Linked DNA regions of Mus musculus: regions 1 and 3 are each linked to region 2. The links are chromatin contacts, called in public HiCAR-type and promoter capture Hi-C maps. All regions are on one chromosome and are shown on one strand. The core of a region is the stretch at or near the end of the contact, and the rest is flanking DNA. Distances in the headings are between cores, read along the strand shown.

The links. Promoter capture Hi-C pulls out the DNA fragments that hold promoters and counts their contacts. HiCAR-type assays count read pairs that join an accessible place to other places.
Region 1: a contact with region 2 is called in a HiCAR-type map of astrocytes, with 3 times the contacts expected there. The contact joins the promoter of Necab1 here to the promoter of Calb1 in region 2. A contact is called at or near these places in 5 of 39 promoter capture datasets (cranial neural crest, hippocampal neurons, liver and 2 more) and 1 of 115 datasets of contacts at active chromatin or transcription factors (astrocytes).
Region 3: a contact with region 2 is called in a promoter capture Hi-C map of second pharyngeal arch cranial neural crest, with 5 times the contacts expected there. The contact joins the enhancer-like site here to the promoter of Calb1 in region 2. A contact is called at or near these places in 6 of 39 promoter capture datasets (cranial neural crest, frontonasal cranial neural crest, hippocampal neurons and 3 more), 2 of 484 Hi-C or Micro-C datasets (cerebellar granule neurons and cerebral cortex), 1 of 115 datasets of contacts at active chromatin or transcription factors (SST interneurons) and 1 of 9 other capture datasets (liver).

What each region holds. Positions count from the first base shown.
Region 1 is chr4:15,147,627-15,150,684 of GRCm38.p6, reverse strand. Necab1 (N-terminal EF-hand calcium binding protein 1) reads left to right here and starts at 1,554. Exons shown (of 13, transcript NM_178617.4): 1 at 1,554-1,867. The coding sequence starts at 1,769.
Region 2 is chr4:15,879,901-15,882,600 of GRCm38.p6, reverse strand. It overlaps Calb1 (calbindin 1), which reads right to left and starts at 1,337. Exons shown (of 11, transcript NM_009788.4): 1 at 1,124-1,337; 2 at 567-643. The coding sequence starts at 1,202.
Region 3 is chr4:14,966,131-14,968,945 of GRCm38.p6, reverse strand. All of the region lies in intron 9 of Necab1 (N-terminal EF-hand calcium binding protein 1), which reads left to right. Among named protein-coding and RNA genes, the nearest start is that of Gm11837, 37 kb to the right of the region's middle. Within about 2 kb of position 1,420, at least 25 of the 459 cell types and tissues checked have an H3K27ac peak or open chromatin away from gene starts, as enhancers often do. A contact at or near this core is called in second pharyngeal arch cranial neural crest, where this site is marked.

The sequences.
Region 1 (3,058 bases), core at 305-2,804, 730 kb after region 2:
CAAGCATATTTCACAAGGCTGAATTTGAGGGCAGAGAGACCCACACAAGTTAGAGAGTCCAGACTTAGGCTATGTTTATTGACACAGATATATTCCTCAGTCAATAGTAGGAACAAATATGGTGCTTTTGTAAACTCGATAACATTCATTGTCAGCATCTCTCTTGTTTCTGTGTGATTTGAATGATCAGTATTTCTTTGATGGGTTGACTGGAATTTTTTCATGATTTTTCATTTCTTTTTGCTAAGCAATTGTCAGAGGAAAGAATCTATTCTAGTTGTTCAGATAAGATAACTCGAAGTTAATAAGGTATAAATACACAAAGATGCAAGACTAATAGTCCTCAAAGCACAGCTCCAATCAATATCTTCTCTAATCATGTTTGTGACTCTAGACTTAATGAAGCTCTGCGTTTTATCCCTGGACTTTACAGGTCTGAAGTCACTGACCTTTGCTTAATTTCTGTAGCTCTTCTTCTTTAAGTGCTTATTAATTCTGGGCTCATAAAGATTGCCTGAGACGCTTTGAGAGAGGAAAAATACGCTAGGGACAACCACATGCTAACTGAACATGAATCCAGAAGTGAAACTCAGGCCTTAATTTGTTTGTTTGTTTGTTTGTTTGTTTGTTTGTTTTGCTTTTGTGGGAGTGAGTTCCTAACTCCGAGTACGAATAAATGTACCATTGGAAGGGTGCAGCTCTTAAAAGCCTTTGATGCACCCCAGCTCAGAAAGTACGATCTTCTAGGTCTAGGCACGAAGAAAGCCTGCAGGAAGAATGACAATTCATTCATCTGTTAGGACATTTTGAAGTTGACACACACTCTAAGTGACACACAGTCCAACGTTCAGCCAGAGTTGCAAACTCACTCTCTGTAAACAGTAGATTCAGAGCAGCCGGGAGGTAGGGAGGTTGGAAACGCCAGAATCCATGGTGTTGGAAGAAGGCTCATGGCCAGGACGACTGGCGCAAGGCAAGTTATCTCCCTACATTTTGTCTGTGTTGTGCCGGGCTTGCCTCTCCCTCCCTACACCTGATAGTGCCAAGTGTGCAAGCAGTGGAACTATAAGCTAAGCACCACCCTGGTGATCGTTTTGCCGATTCGTAAACACTAAGCTTTAAAGATTTAGCAATTTGCTACACCACAAGATAAAAAAGCAACTAAGGCAGATGGCCAGACCCAGTGCCTTAATCCAAAACTGAACTAGCTATCCCTTCCAGGACAGAATCCAGAAACCAGGTTGGGCGTGGGGAGGAGTGAGGGGGGCACAGAGTTCTGTTTCCATCAAGGATGGAGTAGGCAAAACTCGATTCCTTCTTCCCACTCATGGTTTTCCCTCAGTGCTTCTGACCCCCCCACCCCCCCACCCCACCCCCCTCTGATGCTCAGGACAAAGCTTGATCTGCTCTGTCATGTAAAGTGCGGTGTGGTGGGCAGGGTCCAGAAGGTTACCTCTGGCAAGTGACTAAGGGCTTGTCAAGGCCAGGGAATGCTCACTGGCAAGGGGAGTTACAGTGTTGCTAAGTCGGATCCCCAGTGAGGTGCAGTCAGCCACGGGAAGGGGGCGGCGAGAGCTAGCGTGCTGAAGCCTAGAGGCGGGAGAGGGAGGAGAGTCCGCGCAGAGCAGAGGGAGGCGCGCGCTCAGAGCGAACACCCACTTGCATCCGACCCTGGTGGCGCGGCGCGGGGAGGCAGCAGCTGAGACAGCACCAGGTCAGAGCCTTTGCATCCCGCCCAGTCTGCCCGCCAGCGCCAGGACCGCTGAGGATGGAGGATTCCCGGGAGACTTCGCCTTCCTCCAACAACTCCTCGGAAGAGCTCAGCTCTACCCTGCAACTGTCCAAGGGCATGTCCATCTTCCTCGACGTAAGTATAGCTGAAGTAGTTAGGTGGGCGCATTAGGCATCACCTCTGTGAGAGGGGAGGGGTCAGGAGCAGCGGTTGGCTGCTGGCATTGCTATCAGACCTCCACTCAAACTATCTCCTATCTGCTGTTCCCCAGAGGACCCTAGGCAAATAAATGCAAGAGAAAGGACTGCCACCCAACTTGTAAAGAGCTGTCCCAGACCTGCAGCTTTGATTATAAGCTTTAAGGAGCCCCCAAAGTTCGACTTCCCAGAACCTAGGGCTTCTGCCCGGAATGGAGAGTCTCCCATTGAGCAGTGTAGGACTTGATTCCGGTCTCATCCCTGCTGCCCAATTTACTGGCAGGCACTCTCTCTCCCTTGTGCTGGGAGCGCTGACGGAAGCCTTAGACATTGTGATGCCCCTCCAGCTACTCCCAGCTACCTTCAAAAACAATTTCTTTGAACGTATTCGTTTTCTTATTTTACAACAGAAGCCAAGGTCTCTTTTATCATAATGATTTTTTTTTCTCTTTTGGTGCCCGCTGCCTTCCCTATTATTCTCCCCACCACCACCACCTGCCCTGCCTAAGTTGTAATTACTATCATTAACCTTCTCTTCTAGCTTTTGATGGTTTTCCCTATGGTCCCATTCCTTGCTTGGGAATTGACTTCCTTGCTTCGCATCTCTAGCCTGACCATTCTTTCCGTGCTATTTTGTCTCCTTATGCTGTAATCTCTCTCCCCCCCCCCCTCTTTCTCTCTCAGTTTTAGATTTAATTTGCTCCTAGATTCCGCTTCGCTTTGTCCCTAATGTTTGTTTCTCACCCGGCTGCCTTGTTTTGTTTCCTGGCTTTCCTGTTCCTGGGTTGCTTGCCTTCTGGGTTCTGGCTCTTCTAGCTGCTGTTCACATGTAAAATTCACTCTGTTCCCCCAGGTAGTGTCTGGCTTGCTCAGTGGGGACAGTTCTAGCCGCTCCTTTTTTAGCATGATGGAAAATGGGCAAAGCATGCAAAGGAGCCTCGTTTGTCCCTGCCCCTCCCCTTCTCTAAGCCATCACTCCTTATTAAAGTCCAAGCATGAAGGAGGTGGGCCAGAGGCTAAATACACTTGAGTATGAAAAATGAAAATGTGAGGACATCAACTATCATAATGGCCAGTCAGGGATTTTGAAGATAATGGGGGAGGGGCAAGGAGTCTTTGATTTGTCGTG
Region 2 (2,700 bases), core at 88-2,587:
AATTCTCACACTTATTATGAATTGGTTATCTTTGCTCAAGATTAAGGGTCAAGGCAAGCTGTAGTTTCACCCCTCCCCCACCCCGTTCCCAGCTACTCTGACTTCGCAGCAGAAATTGGCACTAGAATCTGCAGATCTGTTCCTGACCACCAAGGGGCAGGAATGTATTTCTACCCCTTCCTTATCGTCTAGAAAAGAGAAGTTAGAAATCACACAACCAACTCAGTGGTGGAGGTGGGGAATCTGACGAAGGGTCTTGCACATCGACATTTCCTTTTAAGACCTATTAAGGAAAGGAGGATTATAGAAATATATGACTGATTTAAGATGATAGGGATTTTCTCTTTAGACACCCTACCACCACCACCAAACACACACACACACACACACACACACACACACACACACACACACACACACTTTTTCTCTTGACGCAATTTGGAAATATGTTCTCTCTCGCCTTTCTTAGTAGGTAAGCCTTTACTTTCTCCCACAAAACCTCTTTTATGAAACACAAGAATAGGTATGTCTTAGGCTTGAAGGGTCCTGCTCAAACTCAAGCCTACCAATCCAGCCTTCTTTCGCGCCTGCAGAAGCTCCTGGATCAAGTTCTGCAGCTCCTTTCCTTCCAGGTAACCACTTCCTGAAAAGACAAAGAGACACCCAGGTGTCAGATGTCTCTTTCTAAGTTTCTTCTCGGTTCTTTCCAGGACAACCGTCCTGGGAGGCTATGTACAGCCTGAGCACCGATTAATCAGCAATGAGCCGCCGCAGCGCTTAGCTTCCTAGGTGTAAAACTTCAACCGCATAAAGGGCATAGGAGGGTAGCAGGGGTGCTGGGGATGGTGTTTGAAACTTTTGGGGACAGGGTTTCCCAATCTTTGCTTCTGTCCTACCGTTACCGTTCCTAGAAAGGTGAACGCTTACAGCACGGGGATGGCGTACACTCAGTGTAAACTTCCAGGATGATGGGTAGGCAGTCAGGGGGAGACGAGATTAGACAGGGTGAAGGAAGACGGAAAAGAACAGAAAAGGATGGTTGGGATGAACAAGCACAGTCGAAGGGAAGAGCAGGGAAGGAATGGGGACGGGTCTTGCAAGGGTTAAAAAAGAAAATAATCACCGTCAGCGTCGAAATGAAGCCAGATCTCAAAAAACTGTGAGGCTGTGATCAGAGATGACTGCAGGTGGGATTCTGCCATCGTGGTGCAGCGGCTAGTTTGAGAGTGCGCGGAGCGCGAACCTCGGGCGAGAGGGCTGCGCAGGCTGAGCTGGGCGCGGCGCGGCGGGGCGCTGTCCGCGGTGCTGCTCCGTTCGGGCGTCCTCCGGAGTTCTCCGCACCCCGCACCCAGTTCTCTGTATTTATCCCGCCGGCCCCAGGCCGGGCCACGCCTCCTCCTGCCTCCTTTTCCTAGCTCCCGCCTCTTGCTCTCACCAACCTTCTTCCCCTCCCCTCCGATTTCTCTCTTCCCAGGAAATAGCTGGAGCTGGAGTTTTGGAGTCTAGGAAGCAGCAGGTGGTGGGGATCCCTTGCTCAGACTCATTTCTCCTCACATCCCCCAGGTTCAGGGAGGCTTTCACTCCTGAATGTTAGAGTAAAGCAACATACCTAGAATTGTTTGATTTTTTTTCAGATGGAAGGGAAAGCTGACTGATAAACCACGTCAGTGGAGATTTTGTCTACTTAGTATTTATCGAGGCAGTTGAGTATTTGAACAAAATCAGATGTCAAGTGTTAGTTTAATTTGATTAATGCATACGTTGCTGTGGTTAATTGTAACAATGCTTCATATTGCGCTAATGGAGACCATCACGTGGCTGTTTAAGATGTGAGCTATGCTTAGAGACAGCAGAATGCAGGAGTCTGCTGCTCTTGCTGTTGTTACTTTTTGAGCTTGAAGCAGAATTATTGGAATGTAGTAGAATTAACTTATAAGAATTTAAGATGTTAGGAAGGAAGTGATTTTATCGATGCCATTAGTTACTTGCATCTTACAAAGTAGAAACTGAAAGAAATGTCACCAGGCTAACCAGTGACTCCGTAGCAGCCCCACTCACTGATTTTACAGCTGCGCTGCTTCTATCTCTAGGTGAGGGATTTTTTTCCAGAAACTGGAAATCATTAGAGGTGGGAAAAATATCCGGCTACATGTTACAATTGGTATTTTAATATGACAAATACTGTATTTAGGTTTTCTTTTACGTAAGTATTTCTAAGTTATCTAATTGTCCATCTTTTGAGACCTTATGGTCTGCTGAAAATGAACCCTATGTGTCTGGTTACAGTAACACAAAAGCAAACCAGTGTGGTATAAACTTTCAAAACGAGCTCATGAAGCGCCACAGGTTTCACGTGTGTCATAGAATATGGAATTCACCACATTTGTGTTTCCTCCAATAGTGGGATTGTGAGGCAACCAATTGTCTTCTCCAGACAAGTCCTGCAGCCATGATACTCTAAAGTTTTCATGGATGTAAGTTTTGACTTTCATCACCTTATCTGATTCTCACACAAATCTCAGACTGATATTATACACAAAGCAAGCCAAACTCTGAGAGGATAACAAGGATATTGTTTTTACTTAAAAAGATTATGTGCATGCCCAGTTGTTTATATTTTCATCCATTCAGTGAACACTTATCAACAGCTTTTGGGTCAGGTACTTTGCTAGGTCCTGCAAGTAGTGCAATAAAACGTAT
Region 3 (2,815 bases), core at 171-2,670, 910 kb after region 2:
CTATGACCTAGTCAACTTTTATAAAAGAAAGCATTTAATTGGGGGCTTGCTTACAGTTTCAGAGTCTTATTCCATTATCATCATGGCGGGGAGACTGGCTGCATGCATCGCAGCATACGTGGTGCTGAAGCAGTAGCTGAGAACTATGTCCTGATCTGCATGTCAGTCAAGAGGGTGGGGGGAGAAGGAGAGAGGCAGGGAGGGGCGAGGCTGATTGGTCAAAGCTCTTCCCCAGTGACATACTTCCTCCAACAATGTCACACACTATTTCAGTAAAGACACATTTTCTAACCCTAATTCTGTCAAAGAGGACCACTTCCCTTGGTGACGTTGTATGAGCCTAGGGGCAATTCTTATTCAAACCACCACAAGTATAGTTTCTACAATGCAATCAGTGTTTGACAAATAATAGCTATTTAACAAGCACTGAGAAATTGAATGGAATAGGGAACAGAAGATCAGGGGTTGAACTGTAGTCTCTATGCTACATGATTATCAGTATTGGACAAGTTTTGCTTGTATTCCATATAATTCTGGTGAGTTGTCTTTTAAATTTGATCTTGCATTTTTGTGAGGCTATGTTCATACTTTCTGAATTTTTCTCTCAATCCTGAGACCTATACTTCCATGAAAGGCACACAGGCAGAGCTCTAGGGAAGTCTTTAAACTGAAATTGTTATAATGGTAATGAGATTTGTTGGGGAAAGCAGTTAGTACCCAACCCATTGTGAACTATTAAATGGGTGTATTTAGCAAAATTTTTTGTTGCTGTGGCAAAATATTTGACAAAAGCAACTTAAGGAATAGTAAGAAAGACCTTACTGTTTAGTTGGCCTTTGAAGGTATACTGCACCATAGCAGAGAAGTAAGCAGCAGGACGTGGAGGTGGCTGGTTATATTGTGTCCACATCAGGAAGCAGAGACTAAATGTTGGTGCTCAGCTTGCTTTCACCTTATTCAGAACAGGACCACAGCTCAGAGAATGATGCCCACTACAGTTAAGCTAAGTCATTCCAGCTAAGTTAACCCAATACAGAAACTCCTTCACTGACCGTTTGTCTCTTAGGTGATTCTAGATCTGGTCAAGTTATTGGTATCAAACATCACAAAGGGTTACGGCATTCTGAATAGCACATGTTGTAAATGGGCAAAATATGATAGCCTATTGAGGTTTGGTCTCTTGCTGTATACTATAATGTTAAATACTGGCCCTCAAGGTCTGGTGGCTCTCAGGAACAAGGAGATCCTCACATAAACCAAGTGATGCTGTGTAACTGTTGTAGCCCCTGAATTACTGATGCTATCTCTCTGTGGTTAATTGCCCTGCTTCTTGGAAGCCTCACCAAAGAGACTCCAATGTTGTAGACAGTTTGCCTCTGCATATTTTCCCACAGAAGCCCTGCCCCTTCTGTGGCAAGCACAGTATGCAGGCAGCTGGTTTCTGCACTGTGTCCCCCTGCAGCAAACCCAGGGCTCCCTCCCTGTCTCTAGCCACTCTGAGGAAACCCAGCCCAGGCTAGGATGACACTGCCCATAAACCCCCCTTAATAAAACACCCAGCGGAGCCAGATGCTAGCTTGAGCTGGCCTCCCTGCCTCTGTGAATCTAGCCCTCCCTCTGAGAGCTCTCCAGGTGCTTGTCTTTGAGACCTTTAGAGAAATAAATTCAAAGAAGATTAAGGCCCCACGTTTAAATCATGGAGAAAAGGTAATCAGAGGTCACAGATAGTTAATGCCCAGCCATAAAATTAGTCCCTGATAACCCCACAACAGACACCGATTTATCCCCCTCCCAGCTTCAGTTCTGTCCCACCAAATGATTACAGCCCTCCACTCCCCTTTTCCCAGAGAATTCAGGGGATTCCTAACTATACTGTATATAAACCCAATGTTTTACAGACTCAGCATCGCATGCCTGCATTTACCCTGTGAGTGTGGGGCATGTGATCTAAGTCAAGACTTGAAACACTAAAAAGACTTTTGCAAGTTGCAGTTGAATTCACAATTCTTGGGCTCAGTCTGGGTTTCCCATGGACTCAGGGCATAACATAACCTTGCTCCCCAAGTTATCCCTGATTGGTCAATAAAGATGCCTACAGCCCATAACTGGACAGAAGAGAAGTAGGTAGGACTTCAGTTCCCAGGCCTGGAGTCTGAGGCAGGACCACTCTGACTGAGGAAGAGAAGGTGGAAAGAGAAGAAGATGCCATGTGGTAAGGGATCCTAAGAACTGTCCATGAGGGCTGGCCAGTTGGAATAAGTAGCCCAAGCCGAACATGGCAAGTCATATCTTGGGTTTATTTACAGGGAAGTAGACAAAATAGCCATGGAGGGTTAAAAGCTGCCCAGCACTAGTGCCGTTAAAGCTTATTGTAAATATGAGTTTTGTGTCTTTTATGTGGGAACTGAATTATCTAAGGCAGATTAGAAACCCCCCAATTAATATTAATATTTGCCACAATACCTTTTAAATCACTGGTGAAGCATTAGAAATGCATCAGTAAGCTCACATTCTTAAAAAGCAAATTTGTAGTAACCGCCCATTATCTGGTGTCACAAAATATCCAAGAAACTGAGCTATGCAGAGACCCATAGAAGTTCTCTTTAAAACTTAGCAGCTTTGGGGCAGTGGCAACGACTGCCCCATCAAATGCACTTCGGGAAGTTTTAAGATGCTGGTGCCTATGTTCTGCTACCTCTGCCCCACAGAGAGGTGATGCTGAAATCTCCTGGGTGATTCTAATTGGCTGTCTTGCTTTGAAAGAGGATCTGTCTCTCGCAAAGGGCACTTTGTTTAGCTTCCGTTGCTACATAGT